2 separate regions of the Mus musculus genome follow, and region 1 is linked to region 2. A link is a contact called in public HiChIP or PLAC-seq data. All regions are on one chromosome and are shown on one strand. The core of a region is the stretch at or near the end of the contact, and the rest is flanking DNA. Distances in the headings are between cores, read along the strand shown.

The links. HiChIP or PLAC-seq counts read pairs in DNA pulled down with a chosen protein or histone mark.
Region 1: a CTCF HiChIP or PLAC-seq map of CD8 T cells shows a contact between it and region 2, with 7 read pairs. The contact joins two enhancer-like sites. A contact is called at or near these places in 1 of 15 datasets of contacts at CTCF or cohesin (CD8 T cells), 1 of 484 Hi-C or Micro-C datasets (embryonic stem cells) and 5 of 115 datasets of contacts at active chromatin or transcription factors (CD8 T cells, a beta-TC-6 cell line, bone marrow-derived dendritic cells and 2 more).

What each region holds. Positions count from the first base shown.
Region 1 is chr17:78,448,159-78,453,707 of GRCm38.p6, reverse strand. No RefSeq gene overlaps it. Among named protein-coding and RNA genes, the nearest start is that of Gm32464, 13 kb to the left of the region's middle. Within about 2 kb of position 2,302, at least 32 of the 459 cell types and tissues checked have an H3K27ac peak or open chromatin away from gene starts, as enhancers often do. A contact at or near this core is called in CD8 T cells, where this site is marked.
Region 2 is chr17:78,163,336-78,169,030 of GRCm38.p6, reverse strand. No RefSeq gene overlaps it. Among named protein-coding and RNA genes, the nearest start is that of Gm32282, 34 kb to the left of the region's middle. Within about 2 kb of position 3,595, at least 9 of the 459 cell types and tissues checked have an H3K27ac peak or open chromatin away from gene starts, as enhancers often do. A contact at or near this core is called in CD8 T cells, where this site is marked.

The sequences.
Region 1 (5,549 bases), core at 1,053-3,552, 290 kb before region 2:
GTCTCGACACCATACTTGATAGTGTGTGTGTGTGTGTGTGTGTGTGTGTGTGTGTGTGTGTGTGTGTGTGTAAATTCGTGAATGTGGTGACAGCCGCAAAGGTTCACATTTCTCAGCTACTTAGCATTGTGTTGTGTGACCATGCTACAGCTTATTTATCCACCGATGGACCTCAGAGTCTCTAGCTTTGGGCTGTGGGTAAAGTTGCCATGAACTTTCTCATGCATGCGCTTGGTGCACAAAAGCACTTGTTATGATGAATTGCTGCAGCAGAAGGTCTGTGTGTGCTGACTGTGTGTGTTTCTGTGTATTTCTGTGTGTGTGTGTGTGTTAAGCTTTCTATTATTGGGCAAGGAATAATTGGGGTCAGAAAGACAAAACACGTGCGACTGATGTGATAGAATGCTTAATTGAATTACTCAAAATTGTTTGGTTATTTTCACTCTTTTCTAAAAGCAGTGAAGAATCCCGAGGAGAAATCACCTCCTCACATCTCCTAGGCTGGTCTCAGCTGAGAAAAGCAAGCAAGCACAAGCAGGAAGTGATGCTGGCACACCCTGAATGTTCACCAAGAGTACACAAAGTGTGCCATGTAGATACTATGAAGTATCATTCAGCTGCCGAAAGAAGCAGCCCCACCACATGCTACAAGATGAACTGTGACAGCTCTATGCTAATGGAACCCCAGGAAGACCTGCATTTTATGGTCCAATTTTCCCAAGTTAGTAATAGAACCTTGTGGGTTAGAGAGACCACGCTAACAGCGCTGGCTGCTCTTCCAGAAGACCCAGGTTCGATCCATAGCACCCACGTGACAGCTCACAACCACCTATAACTCCAGTTTCACGGGATCTGACTCCCTCCCTGGCCTCCCTGGGCACTGTGTGAATACTCAGACTCCTAGGAAGCAGAATAGTGGTGCCCAGGGGGAGGGAGAGAAAAAACAAAACCTTTGGGTAATGGTGAAGAGTCTTATATTTGCAAGGAGAGAAAGCTGTCAAGATAACTTCTACAAAACAAAAACCAACACTATGCAACATATTTGAAGTGGTTAAGAAAGAAATAAACACAGAAAAGGATATATTTTAGAGTTGGGAACCCTTTTAAAATGAAAGTATATGACATCACTTCCTTCCTCTCGTTCCTTCCCTCTCAACCCTTGAATGTTCTTCCCACTCTCAAACTCATGGCCTCTTTTTCTTTGACTATCACACACACACACACACACACACACACACACACACACACACACAGACACACACTACTGAATCCATTAGTACTGCTTCTATGTATATGATGCTACGGGGACCACTTGATACAGGATAAACTACTAGGGACCTTACTCCTGGGGAAGCTGAGTTCTCCCTTGGCATTTGCTATGGTTCTTTGTCTAGGGGTGGGGACCAGTGAGGTTCTCCCTTTCAGCATTAGCATGTCCATTAGTAGATGTTAATTTTGAAAACCAGAGAGGAAGAACAACACCCCATAATTTTAGCTGATAAATAGTCTTCTCTTACTTTTTGGCAAACTGGTCTTAAATGAGACGCAGTCGCTGTCTGCCAGATTCTTGTGTTTCAGATGCTGGAGGCAGGGGAATCGTGGTGGGGCGGGACAAGTGTGGCTCTCCGTAGAAGGGGCTTAGGGTCTGGGTAAGAGCCTTGAAGTTGAATAAACTTGCATAGTTATTGTTCAAGTGTGGAAGAACGTCATAGCACATTAAGTACCAGCTACTTCCTAGGTCTCTCTAACTGAATAAAGCTACCCCTGTCCCTCAGATGTTGCATGAAGCAAAGTCCTGAGTTGTAGCAACTCTTAAATAACCTTGAAGAAACATTCAGTTTGTGACAGTTTTCAGCTTGTCAATAGATATGATCGAGCATAAAGCCTCTTGGTAGCCGCTGAGCTGCAGCTGAAGCAGCCCCTGCAGAAGCCACCTCCATGGAGGATCAGCTGCCCACAGTTCCTGGCGGGGGCACCAGAGCCTTAGGAGCAATGCTGAGGCTTTCGGCACACATCATACCTTCCCCAAAATGGTCATGACTTGAGGTAAGCCGGAGAGCACGACAGGCATGTGACCTGTTGATGAATGGCAGGCTTTCCAGCCAAGAACATTATTGGATCTTTCTTGTCCCTGGATTCGGCTTCCTAACTTGACCTCACTTGAAAATAGAATGGGTTATTTAGAAGCTGAGACAGGATTTATTGCCACGGAATTTATGAATTAGCTTTTACCTCTACTGGGAGCTGAGCCTTTGGGTTAGTCTTAGGCAGGCTCTGACCTTGAGATACAGGCTGCCTGCCCTGCCCTTGACACAGGAAACAGTGTCTAACTTCAGGATACAGATCGGTGAGCTGCCTCCTTTCCACCACTTCCTAAATAGACCCAGAGAAAAACATTGTAACGATGAAAACAATAATTGTTTCTATCAGCCCTGTGGTCTCTGCTAAAGCAGATAATATGAATTACAATGTTATACACTTTCCATGGGTCTGAATACACTTATTTTTTGTTTCAAAGAAAGAGGGTGAAAATAATATTCTCTGAATTTAATTTTTTATTCCTTTCTGGTATTTTTTCTTCCCTCCCCTCCCTCCTTCCACCCCACTGCTTCTGTCTTCATATCAGTTGAGCTAGTTGGAAGAGCATTTATGAGTTTGGAGCTAGGAGAAGACCAACCTCTCCGTTCTGAGGAGCCATGGAACTCTAGGAAACTTCCCAGCCCTCAGTGTATCAGTTACCTCTCATTTCAGATAAAAAAAAAATGATGCCATTGGGCTGCTTAGGGTTTCCATAATGATGACACAAAATAGATGATAGATGGTAACTGCCACTTATAATTATTATGTTGGATTCTTACGGACAAGTTCTTATGGAGTAAGAAAGGAAAAACCGGCTCAGATTGCTATAAAACTATTGGAAGAGATGGTTGGAGGATTCAATGCACAGGAAAGGGGAATAGGGAAAGGGTATAATTACTTACATCAGTGTAGTAAGAAGATTGTTGTAGCAAATAAGCAGAATCCAGTGAACGCTCTCATATGACCTGCCGGTGTAAGCCCGTGTAAGCCACATAAACCCGTTCCTTTCCTAAGCTGCTTTTGCTCAGGGTGTTTTGCTAACCATGAACTTTATATAGTGTCTATGTTGGCAAGGCTAGTTTAAGAAATACAATTCTTTAAATAACATGGACAGAAAAAAAAGAGAGAAAGAAGAACTTTCCTGTGCAAGATTGGTCTAGTCAATACTCCAGCTTGGTTGGAGAGGGACCGGTGAGCTCTGACCCCTAGATGAGGAGCCACTGGCAGTTGGGGGCTTCTCAGGGAAGGACAGTCACTTTTTCTTAAGGGTATGACTCCTGGTAGGTCAACCAAAGTGCAGTGAATGACCTCATTCTCATGAGTATAGGATAAGGCCGGTCACAAAACAAACAAACAACAACAACAACAACAACAAAACCACACACAACCCAAAAGGACACAAAGTTGGGAAGGAGCAAAGGGGAATAGATCTAACAGAATATAATCAAAATATATCGTATGCACGTATGAACTTCTCAAAACATTAAAAACAAGTTGTATTTTTAAAAATGAGCTGAGATCATTCTCCAGGTGGACAGGCTGAGTTTCAAGAGCTTAAGCACCCTGCCTTTGGATACATATCCGGTGACAGAGCTGGGTCAGAACTGGTAGGTGTCCTGACTGGAGCCCATGGGTGGGCGGCCATCCTGCTTGAGCATCGAGCTTTTGAAATGCGACACCTTCAGAAAATGCCCAGAGATCTTTCATGCTGGAGGGAGGACAACTTTGTATTCACTTCAGGGATCATTTTTCACAGCTGGAATTCAAAGCATGTGAACACAGATATCGTTATCCCTGGTTCACAGATGGAAAGATCTGGACAAACACCGACTCCACACTGAGTGGCTTACGCAACCATCATGCCCATGCAAGCTGGAGTGTTGACCTGCTGCAGGTGCCTGCCTGCTTCCGGGACGCCTTTCAGCTTCCTTTCTCTTGCCTGTTGGTACATTCCTTGGTCATTTTCTCCCCACCAAAGGTAGAACCGACGAGGGGTAATGTTTGTTTCATTCCCCCTTTTAATGCATGGATGAACATTTAATAGTGTCTGCTTTAGTGCACTTTCTGCTTTGTGCCAAAACACTAACCAAAATCAACTTAGAAAAGGAAAGAGGTTTATTGGGCTTATACTTCCAGGTTGTGCTTTATCACTGAGGGAAACCAGAGCAGGAACTCAAGCAAAAACCGATACAAACAGCACAGGGGGATGCTGTTTACCGGCTCACACTTAGCTCATTTTCTTATATGGTCCATACCACCTACCTGGATATACTGCCACGCACAGTGAGCTGGATCCTCTGACATCAATTGTCAATCAGCCTGTCTCTCACAGACATGGCCCAATTTAGAACGATCTGGGCAATTGTCAGATGAGTTTTCTTCTAGGTTGGATCAAGTTGATCATAAGAGCAATCTCTGCCTAATACCCACCGGGTATTGACTCTAAATGAACACTAAACCAACCAACCAACCAACCAACCAACCAACCAAACAAACAAACAAACAAAAAACCAAAAAAACCCCAAACACTCCAAAATGTCTTCATTCATATATGCAGATTGAAGAGAGAATCAAGTCACCTATCTGGATTCTGATTCTGAGACCTAATTTCTATGTTGGTCAGTTCCAAGCTCTGCAACCTCAGTGGAAAGCAACCTGCCATTGGATCACAGCTTAGACCCTAGGAATCGACTCACTTTTGATCACATGTATTGCTCCACTTAAGACTTAGAGCAAAGAGGGCACAAGGAGGTGCCTCATAGAAAACTGAATGGGTCATATTTTGGAAAGGGAAAAGGGAATCTTTTGAACTCTTTTACATTTGTGAGGACTTGCTTCATGGCTCACTAGTGAAGTCAGACAGACAGCATCTCCAGAAGAAGGACTCTATCTAAATGCCTATGTGGATAAATACAGTATTCCAAGCAGAGTCTACTTCAGGGGCTCATTCAACACCATTATCCAAATTAATATAGCCTCCAGATGGATATATGAAATCTATCTTACATAGGTCACATTCAAAAGCAGCACACACACACACACACACACTCACACACACACACACACACACGTGTGTGTGTCTATGTGTGTGTGTGAGTGTGTGTGTGTACATGTATACATCTTCACTGTGGTAACAAAAGCAAGGACATTGGCCTTTTGTGTTGTTTTCTTAGGCACTGGGCTTTTATGTTGTTTTCTTAAGCAAAAGAGCTTCAGTCCCCATGGCGAGGAATCCTCCAGTCCATACCCTGTGTGAGTGGACAGAAAATGTGCCACAAAGCCTTCAATTGTACAGATGTTCCATTGCCCAGTTTACAGAATCCTAAGAGATTCCCACTGGGAACAGAGTTTACAGCTAATTAGCCATTAGCTCCCTTTTTTCAGAGCTTCCCAAGAGCCATCTCTTAACAATATTTCAAACCATTTTCGGAGGGGTTAGAAGAGCATGGTGGATGCGAACCTCTGCTCTG
Region 2 (5,695 bases), core at 2,346-4,845:
TTCTATATTTAGAGAAGTTTTCAGAAAATGTGACATTACATGTGGGTTTTTTTCATAGCTTTCTATATCTCCTTGAGGTTCCAATCTAGTTCTCATTTATTGAGTGTATTTTTTTGTGTTCTCTTAATACAGTTTACTATAGGATTGATTGCTAGATAATCAATAAACTTCCCATTCCTGGGGCAAATCTCACTTGCTTACAGTGTTATGGTTAATGTTTTCAGACTGCTTTGCTAGGTTTTTTTTTTTTTTTTTCTTTTTTAAAATTTTATTTTAATTAGATATTTTCTTCATTTACATTTCCAATGCTATCCCAAAAGTCCCCCAGACCCTCCCCCCCACCACTCCTCTACCCACCCACTCCCACGTCTTGGCCCTGGCGTTCCCCTATACTGAGGCATATAAAGTTTGCAAGACCAATGGGCCTCTCTTTCCACTGATGGCCTACTAGGCCATCTTCTGATACATATGCAGCTAGAGACACGAGCTCTGGGGGGTACTGGTTAGTTCATATTGATGTTCCACCTATAGGGTTGTAAATCCCTTTAGTTCCTTGGGTCCTTTCTCTAGCTCTTCCATTGGGGGCCCTGTGATCCATCCAATAGCTGACTGTGAGCATCCATTTCTGTGTTTGCTAGGCCCCGGCATAGCCTCACAAGAGACAGCTATATCAGAGTCCTTTCAGCAAAATCTTGCTAGTGTGTTCAATGGTGTCAGCGTTTGGAGGCTGATCATGGGATGGATCCCCAGGTATGGCAGTCTCTAGATGGTCTATCCTTTCGTCTCAGCTCCAAAGACAAAGTTTGCTAGAGTTTTATTGAAGAAAGTTTTTTGCATAATCATGGGGATATGGCCTGTAGCTTTTCTTTGTTGTTTTGACTTGATTTATTTTAGAATCAGATAGTACTAATCTCATAGAACCCACTGGGAATACTCTCTCTCTCTCTCTCTCTCTCTCTCTCTCTCTCTCTCTCTCTCTCTCTCTCTCTTTCTCTCTCTAACAGATTCTGAAAATGTGGAGGATTAGTGTTCCTTTTTCCTTGCTAGTTTGGTGGAATTCCTAAATGAGGCCATCTTCTCGATTAAATAATTGGTTTAATCTCTTCTCTTGCTGTGACTATTCAGACAGTCTACTTCTCAGTTCAGTTTTGGTAACTTGTGTCTGTGTAGGAATTTGTTCATTTTATCTAGATTATGATTTTATTGGTCTATGTATTTTGGAGTTTGTTGTTTGATTTCTATGTTTGTGTCTTTCCTAAAGTCCCTGCTGTTGTTGATTTCTAATATCATTCCGTTGCAGTTGGAAACTATGTTGAGTTATTTTAAATATACTAATGTTTATTTTATGATTTCACGGATGGTGGTCCTTCATGGAGAGTAGCCCATGTACTTGAGAAGACTGTATGTTTTGCTATTGTTGGCCAGAGTGTTCTATACGTATCATTTGGATTTAATTGGTTTATAATGCTAGGCTGCTCAAGTTTTCTGTCTTTTTGTTAGTTTTCTGTTGTTGTTTCTCCCCTTGTTGGGCGTGAAGTATTGAAGTTTTCAAATATTTTTTGACTGTCTATATTATGTTCACTTATTATATAGTTTATTTAAAGTATCTTAGAACTCCATGGTTTGGGATTTTATTTTATTTTATTCAATGTGTGTGTGTGTGTGTGTATGTGTCTTTGCGGTATATGCAAATGCACACGAGTGAGTGGGTGAGGACACCCATTCTGTGGGCATGTGTATAATACATGTATTGGGTGTTTTCCTCTTTTGCCTTTTATATTAATTATTTGAGGTGTGTGTGTATGTGTGTGTGCTCGCTGAACCTGGGGCTACATTACCATTTTGGCTAGATTGACCTGCAAGTCCACAAAGCTACAGATGTATACAGTCACAGCAGCTTTTCTGTAAGTGCTGTCCATCTGAACTCAAGTCTGTAAGTTTCCACAGGCAACACCTTAACCCACTCAGCCATCTCTCCAACATGTCTTATCTTCAGAGACACAGTCTCCTTCTATGACCCATGCTGCTCTTGAACTTTTGAACCTCTGGTGCCTCAGTCTTCCAAGTCTACAATTACAGGCGTGTTCTGTCATATACAGCCTGATTTGTGAATTTTCAAGGTGGTAATGTTTCAGGAAATGTGAATACCTCCAGACATGCACTTACACAGTTAATGTGCGTTCACATACCCACCCACAGGCTCCATTAAACAGCCTGTTCTGCCTTCTGTGTCTTCTCCAGAAACATCCAGGAGACAGTTAGGCAACAGTTCAACACGCTGCCAGCTAAGCACTAAGACATTCTCTGTTTGAATTAGACAGGTTGGAGCAGAGGAGCAGAGAAGTGGGCGGAGTGGAAGGCAGAATTACAGTCTCTTTCTTTTACATGGAAAATTGTATTGCAGCACCCATGGATAAGGGAGGAAAGAATTACCTTAATGGTCCAAAAAGGTAGAAAGCTGTTTGAACTTGTATGTTTTCTAAGTTATTTGGGGGACCTTAAATAACACACACACACACACACACACACACACACACACACTCACTCACACAAACTCACACATATTCACAATTCACACATACTACACACACACTCACACGCACACACATACCCCACAAATACACAAATATAACCACTGTTATCCATGAATTCACATATCTATGAATGTCTAGTAATTGATATATTTATCTTTCATGATTCTCCTCAGTAGAGTATAAATGCATTCTAAACATTTCTGGTAAAAACAATTCCATGGTTATTTTAACATTTCTTGTACAGATTTATATTTCCAAGTAATACTTCTTGAGATGTTGGACTTGTTGAATTTAGTATTTCATTTCTTTTCAATTTATCTCCTTGACTCAAGAAGTGGCTGCCAGTCCAATAGAAATTTTTAAAAGTATTGTTATTGCTCACATTAACTTCTAAGAGATATTGTGTAATTTTGAGGTTAAAGTACTTGCTTCTGTTATAAGAAACACACTAGTGGTTTCCAAAATGATATCCTGTCCTGGGCTCCAGTTCCCTTGTAATATTGTGGAGAAAGTCATGCTAAAAGTCTATTAAGTCTACTTCATGTGGGATGAGAAAATGAATTCATCTTCATTTTTTTTAAAAAAAATGGGCAATGCATGTATCCAGTTCATTAAAAGACAAAGGATTTCTATAATTTGGAGAGAAACTAGAATTTGTACCCAGATCACTAAAACCAACCAGCCAACCAACCAAAAACCCCACCTCTCATTATGAAAGTGAAAGGGCTAGTTAGAAGGCATAAAGCAATCAGAAATGAAGTCAGGAGAAGGAAGGGCAATAGAAAATAAACATGTGCAAAATATTTCATCTATGTGTATGAAATGTCACGGTGAAACACATTATTATGTGTGATTAAGTATGTTCCCATAAAACAAAAATGTATATTGATTAAATATGCCATACCAACAATGGTCATGATCCCATTTTATCCCATTTCAAATTATTTATCAAAAAGATCTTCACAAATCTTCCTTAACCATTTGTTTTCAATGCATAGCTAGATGCAGGTGTGGCACTCATTTTAAAGTGGGGAATTTTACTGAGGTAATGCATGGTGAGTCATGTCACAAGGTCAGACATGCCCTAGAGGACAAAACTGGGTTGTCATTTTAACACATTTTGCTTTAAGGTGTTAATAAAAAAATCATAAAACTTCAGAGAGCACAATGAAAAAGTGTCTATATTTTATTTGCTCTTTGGATTGAAGAATTTTGATGTCCATCAAGAAAGAACCCAATGTAGTCAGGCATGGTGGCATATGCCTTTATCACCATTACTTGGGAAGCAGAGAGAGGTGTGTCTTTGCCAGTTCAAGACCATCTTGATCTACATAGATATTTTCAGGCCAACTTGGGTTACAGAGAGGCCCCATTTCAAACAAACAAACAACTCCAAAATACAAAACAACAACAACAACAACCAGTCCAGTGTGATTGTGGTTGAACAACTGATAAGCTAATGGATTTAGAGAGGTCTGGTCTAAGTCCAGTGAAATAGTCAGGCCAATAGAGATTTACACATTTCTAAATCAGGCCTATCATTCAATTTTATGATGGGAAGTTGCCAAAGCAGGGCTGAGTCTGAAAACCTGACTGGGACTGGGGCTGGCCAGAAATGAAGAGCGACAGACCCAAACAACATTGAGTGCTGGTATTGGGTGGGCTGTGCCTCTGTGTCTGAGTGGAAATGCACCAGCAGCCTGGATACTCAGCAAGTTTACAACATACAGCATGCTCGAGGAGGCAGGTTAGCTAAATGGGTACTTCTTACCCATACTGCCTCTGGCTACAGGCCAGCTGTTGGTCAGTGTTGCAGAGGAAGGCCTCAGCATTCCCATGATTCATGCCCAGGTCAACAGTATCCATTTGCCTTGGACTTCATCTGCTCTCCACAGGAAATATTCTTATTTGGCACCTGAACTCAGGGTCCAACACAGTGATAAAGCAGTTACCAAACAGAAAAGGGCCCTGAGTTCGCTCCTTAGCACAGTAGTAGTAATAATAATAATAATAATAATAATAATAATAATAATTATTATTAATAGTACTATCAACCCCGAAACATATAAAATAAAAGGAGGGATGTCAGGTCAAAGGTAAGACTGGGGATCCTTGAAAATCAGGGTCAATTAGTTTATGGGGTCAGGAAAATCAATTCCATATTTCCACCAGACTATGAAATGCTTTAAGTCCTCACATCACATTTTTAAATTTTTTATCCAATTATAATTTCCCAGCTTCTATCCTCATTACATGTTTCGGTGACCAAACCAACCATATTTATTATATCTCGTTTCTGTAATTCCCAAAGTGAAACGTAACAGAAGACTTCAATTTGATACATTCCAGAGGGCTCTGTCCTCACTTTTACTTTGCATGTTACATAAGCAGTCCTTCTCAGGCCTTAGGAAGTCAACTCCATGGGACAGTTTTTTTTTTGATAGAGGAAGTACCAACCCCCCTTTCAAGACACCACTGAGTTTTAAAAGGTTCCTGGCCAGGGATAGATCGTACGATAAGGGAAAGTTTCCTTAGTGCACTGTAGATAACTCCCCTCTAACTTCCCCTGAAGAAGCGAGAGTAGCGATAAGCACTTGGGCAGGTCCACCCTAGGGCGATGTTAAAGGCAGAGGAAAGGATTCCTGGGAACGACCTCTGTAGTGAAGAATGCTACTGGGTCTTTGAAACTGTTGAGAAATAGACTGTGCTTTGGTTTAATGTTATACCTTTTAGATTCGAGACTTGGCCAAAATCATCTCTCGACACATCACAGTTATGGCTGCTTTTTACTCCCGTGACTTCTCTGGGCTGTGTAAATATTAAATATTAATTTCCTATGGTTTAAAATCGAGTGCATTTGTGGCCCTAACTTTGTGGCATTGGTGTAAAGGCCAATGAACAACCTGGTTAACTCAAAGCCTATGCATATATAGAGGAAAGATGCCTCCTTTACAAAACCTTCAGCTACACGGGCATGCCTGTCATGCTAGGAACTGAGTTCGGGCAACCACTAGGTGTCACTATACACAGGTCTTGGGGTTTGTAGACACCAAGGTACCAAGATACCAAGATCACTTGTGTTCCTTGGTGAAGCTGTTCTTCCTTGTCGAAGATACAGAGATAAATTAGATTTAATCCCACCTCCTTCATGAGAAAAAATA